2 separate regions of the Danio rerio genome follow, and region 2 is linked to region 1. The links are chromatin contacts, called in public Hi-C maps. All regions are on one chromosome and are shown on one strand. Each heading gives the region's core, a stretch centred on a gene start, on an enhancer-like site or on the middle of the called end of the contact. The rest is flanking DNA. Distances are from core to core; before and after follow the strand shown.

Region 1 (4,084 bases), core at 1,128-3,627:
AACGGAATGAACCGCCAACTTATCCAGCATATGTTTTATGCAGCGGATGCCCTTCCAGCTGCAACCCAGTACTAGGTAACTATAATATGTCCACTGAGAGTAGGAATAAAATCTGTTTTGTATGTGTAAAAAAATTAATACAATTTATAAATACCATTGTTCAATAATCAAGCTTTAGTTTTGTGTTACTGTGTGTTTAAATTACCTTAAATATGGTTAACAAATATATAAAATACAATCTTAGGACATTTTAATGGTTTAAGTAAATACTAAAAGTTCAAAACCAAACAGTTATTTCATGACTGTTCAGTGGTGTTCAATGCTGTTTTCATTTCAAAATTGAACATTTTGTCATCATTTACTCACCCTCAAACCAATCCATTATATACAGTAAAGTGACTGTATCTATTCACAGGACCTAGATTAAACAGCTTGTTTCATTCATGTTCTTTTTTTTTTATAAAGAATTCCTCTGTGATATTTTGGAAACTTCTATCATTTGGTTGCCTGAACCTTAAAGGGGTGGTCTAGAGTGTATTGTTAAGGCTTGGTTGTGTTTATAAGATGCAAAGCAATGTGTGCTCATGCTTCATTTGTGAAAAAATATCCTACTTTAATTATTTACTGCTACTCAGCTAACATGAAAACGACTGTCATTTTTCCTAGTTCTTCCGAAGGTCCGACCTCAAGAGGCTCTGATTGGTCAGCTAACATATTGTGCTGTGATTCGCAGATCGGCTCCATGTCACCAGGAAAAGCGTGAACAATGTCTCCACAAGCACACGCTTTCTTTGCTGTTAACCATATCAGTTTGAGCCTGAACCGGACAGAAAATGAGGAGCTGAACACAGCTGAACCTCACAGCTGCTTTCTAAAATAAAATCTGACAAGTTTCTTCCACTTTGATGAAATGTCACATACCTTTTGCTAGTTTGTTATTTGAGATGTAGAATGCAGGGAAGGTGGCTGCTGATGATTGTGGCTGTTCACAGTGGTTTGACGCATAAATATGAATTTGTGGCTAAATTGTTAACAGTGCCAAACAGCATTTTCCGTTGTCTCCGTCGTGGAACTGCTCCTTCTTTGAGGATTTTTTAGCCGAATGCAGCACTGAACTGAGAGATTTTGGAAGCTGTCCTTTGTCATTTGCTAGCTTTATATATTTTTTATTCTCTGGAACGTAATTGAAATTAAATTGCAAGCACTTCTCTCTTTGTGTTGTGTCCTTTGAAAGCCCAAATACAGAAACAGAAGAAGCTTGGTGGAAATAGCAGCATTTGGACGGCATTTTAGCTTTCTCTGCAATAACATTACAGCGCATCTGGGGCCACACCCTAAGGGTATATGCGCATGGTGAATGCACATGACCTGAAGCGTTTGTGATTTCACTAACCCGGATGTTTTTTTTTTTTTTTTGTTTTTTTTTTTTTGTAGTCCCCAAACTTTGTTTGCTGTTGGCATTGCTAAGCTAACTCTGTAAAAGCCAATGTCTCCCTTTCATATATTATCCCTTATGTGGTTTAAAACCTTTATGAGTTTCTTTCTTCAGTTGAAATCAAAAGAAGATATCTTGAAGAATTCTGATTGCTGAGACCTATCGACTTCCATAATAAGAAAAAAAAACTGAAAACATTTAGACGGGTCGCAGCTACCAGCATTTTTTCCTAAATATTTTCTTTTATGTTCAAAAGAATGAAGAAAATCAAACAAGTGAAGGGCAAGTAAATGATGGCAGATTTCTTTTCTGGCATAATTTTTAGTTTGATTGTGACATAAAAGTGTTTAAATTACTTTTTTGAACTATTAACATGCCTTGTCATTACAAACATCGAATAATAAGATGTTTTTAAATTGACCTTGACTGTGTCAGTAATGAGGACTGTAGGGGTTTCCTCTATGAGTGAATTTTCTGTTATGTTTTTGTTGTTGTCTTATGGCATGTCTCACCCATGTCCTGCTTCAGCATCCCTGTAATCTTCAATGGCCAGACGGAGTTTCCTGCGATGCATTGAGTTACTGATTCCCAAAACATTTCCCAGATCCTCATCCGTAAGAACTAACAAGACCTAATAAAGACACAGATTGAACATTCATGCCAAACACTGCTTGTTGAAACACCCTACAGCATTAAAAGCTGATATGATCAGCAGTGCGCAATAGATTAGAGAATAATGACGTAGACAACTGTTTAAGTAATAAAATGACAGGTTGTCATTTACCTTCCCGCTTTTGACGTTGTCGGCACAGGCGCGCATGTACATCGGCATGGCCATAATCACTTCCAGCCACGCCTGCACGGTTCCTGCCCTCCAACGACACATGGGCGCCGAGCGCGCGAGCTCCACCTGCTGAAGACGATCCAGCTGCTCCTCGCATTCTGATAGGCTCACGCTGAGGCGGGCGGGGCTTGACAAACTGTCGGAGTCTAGATTGGTGGATTAGGAGAGAGGGGCGGAGCTTAACGAGAGGTAAATTTACATGAGCATATTCACCTCGCTCGCTTCCCTCTTCCCAGGCATCACAACAATGCGGTCCTGTTAAAGTAATGTAAGCTATGTATTCATTCTGAGATACTAATAGGAGAAATATCGAAGAGGAAACGTTGTTTTCTTCTATTTACATTACAGGGATAGTAATGTAAATAGAATTCACTCAAAAGTGAAAATTAAATCTGCTCTTTACCTGTTCTAAACCTGTTTGACTTTCTTCTCCACAAAAGAAAACATTTTAAAACGATAAAGGGTGGAAACATGTAACCATTGACTTACATATTATTTGCTTTACCTACTATGAAAGTCAAAGGTTACATGTAACATTATTCAGCTTTCTTTCAAAATATCTTATTTAGTGTCCAACAAAAGAAACTCATAAAGGTTTGGAACCACTTGAGAATGAGTAAATGATGAATAAAGCTTGATTTTTGAGTGATGTATCCCTTTAAGTTTTCAAACACACTATTAAAGGGATAGTTCACCCAACAATAAAAACAATGTCATCATTTACTTTAGTGTTCCACACTTTTAAGGAGTTCTTCTGTTTTTGAGCATTAATTTATTTTGAAGAGTTAGAAAATGCGTAACCGTGGAATTTCATTGTGTTTGTTTTTCCTACTATGGAAGTGGTTACAGGTTTACTGCATTCTTCATAATATCTTCTTTTGTGCTCAACAGAAGAAAGATGCTCATAAAGGTTTGTAACCACCTGAAGGAGAGTAATTAGTGTGCTAAATTTCATTTTTGGGTAAATTATTGCTTTAAAGCATAGATGCCCATAGAAGGACCTGCAGGCCAAAGTTTTATTTGGTCCAACATCCTATCTGAGAAGAGACTAAGAATGATGAAGAGGTTTTTGCCTTTATCAGAGATTGTCACTGTCACTGTGTCAACACAGCCGTGTTGTTTTTGTTTTTACTGTAATACGTTCATTATAAAAATGCAAAAATATCTTTCTTTTATTGATTGTTACAAAGCAATTCTAGGAATTCTAAATCGATTCTAAAGCGATTTCTAGTTATTTTAAATATTGTTAAAACAATTAGGAAATTAAGCATGGCAACTATATTTACCTTCGGCCCACTAGCCTCAATCAAGTTTGGTTTTTGGCCCTTCATTAATAAAAAATGTGTGCACCCCTGCTTTAAAGCTTCTAATGAGCTGTCAAACACAAACTTCACCAGTAGGCGGCAGCACTAAACTACCTTCAAAAATAACAATCAACCCAAGCGTTCATAATTGGTTGATAATGGGGTTGTTTTTAGTGATCCCAAAAGCAAAGCTTCTGGCAGTGTTTACTCAGAATCAGCTTTAAGTGTTTGGGTCCAGGGGTTGTAAATCTGTGACTGACAAAGCAGATGGCTGCTAAGTGCTTGTAAAGACTGACTTTTTTGGGTCTAGTCTGGTTTCGTCTGAGATACTGCTTTCAGCTAAACACCCTACCATAAATTTGCATACTTAAATACCCCTTGGAAATTCTATTTCTGTCACTAGAACATTAGAAAAACAAATGTTAAAAAAAATTTTGTGACTGAAAATTAGTATTGAGTTTCTCTTCATTGGTTAAAACACTGGAATTGTGTACAATAAAA
Region 2 (4,729 bases), core at 393-2,892, 140 kb after region 1:
CTCTGAAAACATACCTTTCAATAGTTTGGAAGCAATAATGTTTCTGAATGCTTTATGCAATATCTTATCATCAGCAATACATTTTATTTGATGAACAACGTATTAAAAGCTACAATTTATTTGTTTTAACATATTTTAGATTTGCTTTTTGTTTATTGATTACTTATTTTTCATGCAAAGATGGTAAGTGAGAAGGATGACAATTTAACCCACAGATTCACATATTGCTGTTTATCACAGCTTAAACAAACAAACAAGCAAACAAACAAACAAAAAAGCCAGATTTAAAAAAAACATTTTAAATATGTTTTCAATTATAATAAACATTTTCATTTTTAAATTTAATTTATTCAATTCACTGTGGCGACCCCGGATTAATAAAGGGACTAAGCCGAAAAAAAAAAAATTAATGAATTTTCAATTATAAGAAAAATAAAATGTTTCTTGAGCAGCAAATCAGCTTATTTCAGAAAAATATCTGCAGGATCATCTGACAGCTTTGGCAAATTGCCATCTTTGAAGATTTTGCTTTGCCATCACAAAAAATAAACTACAAATAAAGTTTACAAATAAATACATATTTAAACTTATTAACACAGAAAGAAGTTACTTTAAACTATATCAATATTTCTGTTTGACTGTAGTTTTGATCAAATAAATGCTGCCCTTTGATGAAATAAATATTAAACATATTAAAACTGCTATGTTCAAATTTTGATTTCACATATATATATATATATACATACATACACACACACACACATATATATATATATATATATATATATATATATATATATATATATATATATATATATATATATATACATACATATATATATATATATATATATATATATATATATATATATATATATATATATATATATATATATATATATATATATATATACATACATACATACACACACACACACATATATATATATATATATATATATACATACATACACACACACATATATATATATATATATATATATATATATATATATATATATATATATATATGTGTGTGTGTGTATATAAGCAAAACTTTATTTATATATATATATATATATATATATATATATATATATATATATATATATATATATATATATAAAGTTGTGCTCATATTTAAAGCATTAGGGGTCATTAATGGTCGCCACAGTGGAATGAACCACCAACTTATCCAGCATATGCTTTACACAGCAGATGCCATTTCAGCTGCAACCCAATACTGGAAACATACACACTCACTCACACTCATACCCTATGGCCAATTCAGTTAATTCAATTATTCTATACTGTGTCTTTGGACTGTGGGGGAAACCGGAGCACCCGGCGGAAACCCACGCAAACACGACGAGGACATTCACTCTCCACACAGAAATGCCAACTGACCTTCTTTCTATGAGGCGACATTGCTAACCACTGAGCCACAGTGTCGCCCCTAAGGGAAAATATATTTGCTTTAATCAAATTGAAAACAAGTGCATTAAAAGAGAGTACATCTTAAAAGGACGTGTTTAGCATTGCGTGTTAATACTCCTTGTTCTACACAGGTGCATTAAGATCTCGCACATGCGCCTTGGCATCAGTGCAGTCTGCAGCAGTGTACGTCCTGCGCGTGCCCACCAGACTCAAGCAGCGAGGCGTCACAACAAAGCTGGTAAGCAATGCACAGGTACAGCATATTTAATACAGAGAGCATAAGGCAGACATAATCTAAATTATGGCATTAAATGTTTTTCCTAAGCGTTGCGACGTAAATCTCCGTTGTGTTGTCAGAGAGCACTTGGGCTAACTGCGCGTGCAGTTTTAATAATTGTGGCAAGTATTAACGCTATTAAAAACAAACATGGATATAAGGGGCTTAACCTAAATGCACGTCGAAGCAACGTGAAGCGTGTGTTTGTGACCTTAACCTACCCCGTCAGAAACTGCTTAGCGACAGTGCCAAACGGGGTTTGTTTTATTTAAAGGGCTGTCAGACATCGCAACATGTGCGCTCTGACTGCTCAACAGACATGTTTACGCGATAATACCCCATTTAAATACTTTAACGTAATCGCTAAGCAATGCATTATGTGGTGTAGTAAATATTTGCGCAGCAGTATAATTTTAAATAGGCCTGTATGATATTATAAACCGCTGCTTGCGTGTTTAATCGATTACCCGCATATGTACATGAATGCGGCAGTTATGGGTGCATTACGTTATTTATTGACCATTGAAGACAATTGATTCGCGCGTTGTCATTGTTTTGACAGTGTGTTGTTTGTTTACTTAATTGGGACGCCCTGTGAATGTGACCCCAAAGTGCGTCTGTGAAATGAGATTATTAATATTAGCTTGGCTAAGGTTGTCTGACCCCACCCACACCTCCACAGGTAGACTACAAATTGTAACTTCTTTTACGGTCTGTAGATCTTCAGCCACGTGTGATTTCATTTTGTAATACAGCAACGTTTATGGATATTGCATATAATATATGAAATTACACCAGATATCTGTCATTTTACATAAATTATTCAGATATCAAATTGAATTGATAATGTGGTCTCACTAAACGTGTTGGAAAAACACTGCTGTGTGGTGTGTTTTCCCTACAATTTGCTCAACTCATCTTATTGTCCTACCTGTGTTTAAATTAAGAGCCATTGACGGTATTATGATTTCTTAAGTAATTTATGCTTAGCTGTTATTCGCTCATTAATTAATGATGAGATTGCTTTTATGACAGTGTGTTTCCCTGGTTTAGTAAAAGTCGCTTTTTTATCTGACACCCAAATATTAAATTATCCATTACACAGACAACAGACGTACATTCTGACATAAATCGATACAGTGCTTAGCATATATAAGTACACCCCTCACAAATCTCTCTTTTAAATTAATATTTTTAATAAGAAGATATACAATGTTATATTTGTGCATATACATTAGATTAGTCTGTACTAAAGCCAAATCCTTTGCTTATTTAACAAAATAACTTACGATAACGGTCCAAAAATGAGTACACCCAAATTTATGTGTTGTAGAAAAATATTAATAAAGAGGAAAAATCAAGAGAAAAAAAATATGGAAAAACTTGGTTGAATTTTTGTAGGTTGTAATTTATCTTTTGCAATATTTTGCTTGATTTAAATTGTATCATCTTTCAATTTCCTAATATGTTTGGTGACTAAAATTTTATTTTTATTTTAATATATCTGTTTGATAAACATTGCATTTATTAACAGAGAAATGGATACAAATATTCATTTTTAAAATGGGGATGTACTTAATTTTGCAGAGCACTGTACATATTGTCATTTTAGTGCAGATTTGCCTTATTTTTATCTTTGAACGCTTTGTTCTTGGGGTTAGTTCAACCAAAAATTAAAATTCTGCCATCATTTACTCAACCTCTACCTGTTCCACATAACATATATTTCGACTTGTACAAAACATATCAATAAATTAAGTTTTCCTTTTAACCAACAGGGGGCCTCGCCTGCAAATCCAAGATAGAGGACAATTAAGACATGTGGAGATCATATAACAGTAAGTTCGTTTATATCAGGGGTGTGCAAACTTGTTCCTGGAGGGCCGGTGTTCTGTATAGTGTACCTCCAACTTCCTTCAACACACCTCCCTGGATGTTTCTTGTATAAGAAAGAGCTTGATTAGCTGGTTCAGGTGTGTTTAATTGTGGTTGGAACAGAAAAAGATAGATAGATAGATAGATAGATAGATAGATAGATAGATAGATAGATAGATAGATAGATAGATAGATAGATAGATAGATAGATAGATAGATAGATAGATAGATATTTTCCATGTTTTGGACAATAATAACACTGTAAAATTCTTCAGTGTTATCACTGGCATATTCATATTTTTCAGGTGTGGAAGAAAAGAAACATACTATGCCAACAGAGGTTTTCCTTCAAGATGCTCATCACTCTGATGAAGCTGCACTTCATAGCATCTCAGAGCAAGAAAATTGTGAGACAGAAAGAGGAATAGAGGGAGGAACTGATGAGAAGATGGATTGCAAAGACAAACAGAACACCCAATTGTTCCAGAGCACAAGCCAGCCTGTGTCCCCAAATCTAGCTAATGAAAATCAAGCTTGTCAGCCAAGTCTGACTGAGCATGCAAGCATGATTACACAGAAATATAGGACTGATTTGCCTTTAAATGTCATTAAGGCTGACCTTGACCCTGGTAGTAAACCCCAGGGGGAAATAGCCTGTCCTCGCTGTGAGAGAAGGTTTACGAGTAGTCAAGACCTTGACCGCCACATACAAACACATGCTCTTTCAACATACCACACACAGCGGTTTAAATGCAGTCGATGCAGAAGGACCTTCAGTACATTGTTTAGTCGTCGACGACATGAGAAAAGACATGAAAATGGAAATAAAAAGATAGATTCTCACATAAATACAGCTTGCACTGCTAATCAGAATATCCCTGGCAGAGGTGAGCCTTTGAAAACATCACTAAACCCAGAGCCAAAGAAATGCATTAATGCAGCTGATGCTGAACAAAAGAATGATAAAAACAGTGATATAAAAGCCTCACACATCTGCAAGTACTGCAAAAAGGCATTTAGGACTTATATTAGTCAAAGAAGACATCAGTGCAGGATCCATGAGCGCCAGCTTCTTCCTAGAGGAGAATTTAAGAAAGTTACAGTAACTCAAGAATCTGAAGTACAGCAGCTTGTTGAGAC

The links. Hi-C and Micro-C count contacts between places; a contact is called where the count stands out from the background.
Region 2: a contact with region 1 is called in a Hi-C map of hematopoietic stem cells, with 2.1 times the contacts expected there. The contact joins the promoter of prdm2a here to the enhancer-like site in region 1. A contact is called at or near these places in 2 of 18 Hi-C or Micro-C datasets (embryo and hematopoietic stem cells) and 1 of 4 datasets of contacts at active chromatin or transcription factors (gastrula embryo).

What each region holds. Positions count from the first base shown.
Region 1 is chr8:28,620,889-28,624,972 of GRCz12tu, forward strand. kazna (kazrin, periplakin interacting protein a) reads right to left here. Exons shown (of 15, transcript NM_001128289.1): 9 at 2,220-2,425; 10 at 1,948-2,066. Among named protein-coding and RNA genes, the nearest start is that of tmem51a, 13 kb to the left of the region's middle. Within about 2 kb of position 2,378, at least 9 of the 62 cell types and tissues checked have an H3K27ac peak or open chromatin away from gene starts, as enhancers often do.
Region 2 is chr8:28,756,670-28,761,398 of GRCz12tu, forward strand. prdm2a (PR domain containing 2, with ZNF domain a) reads left to right here and starts at 1,643. Exons shown (of 3, transcript XM_073910437.1): 1 at 1,643-1,690; 2 at 3,493-3,552; 3 at 3,895-4,729. The coding sequence starts at 3,534.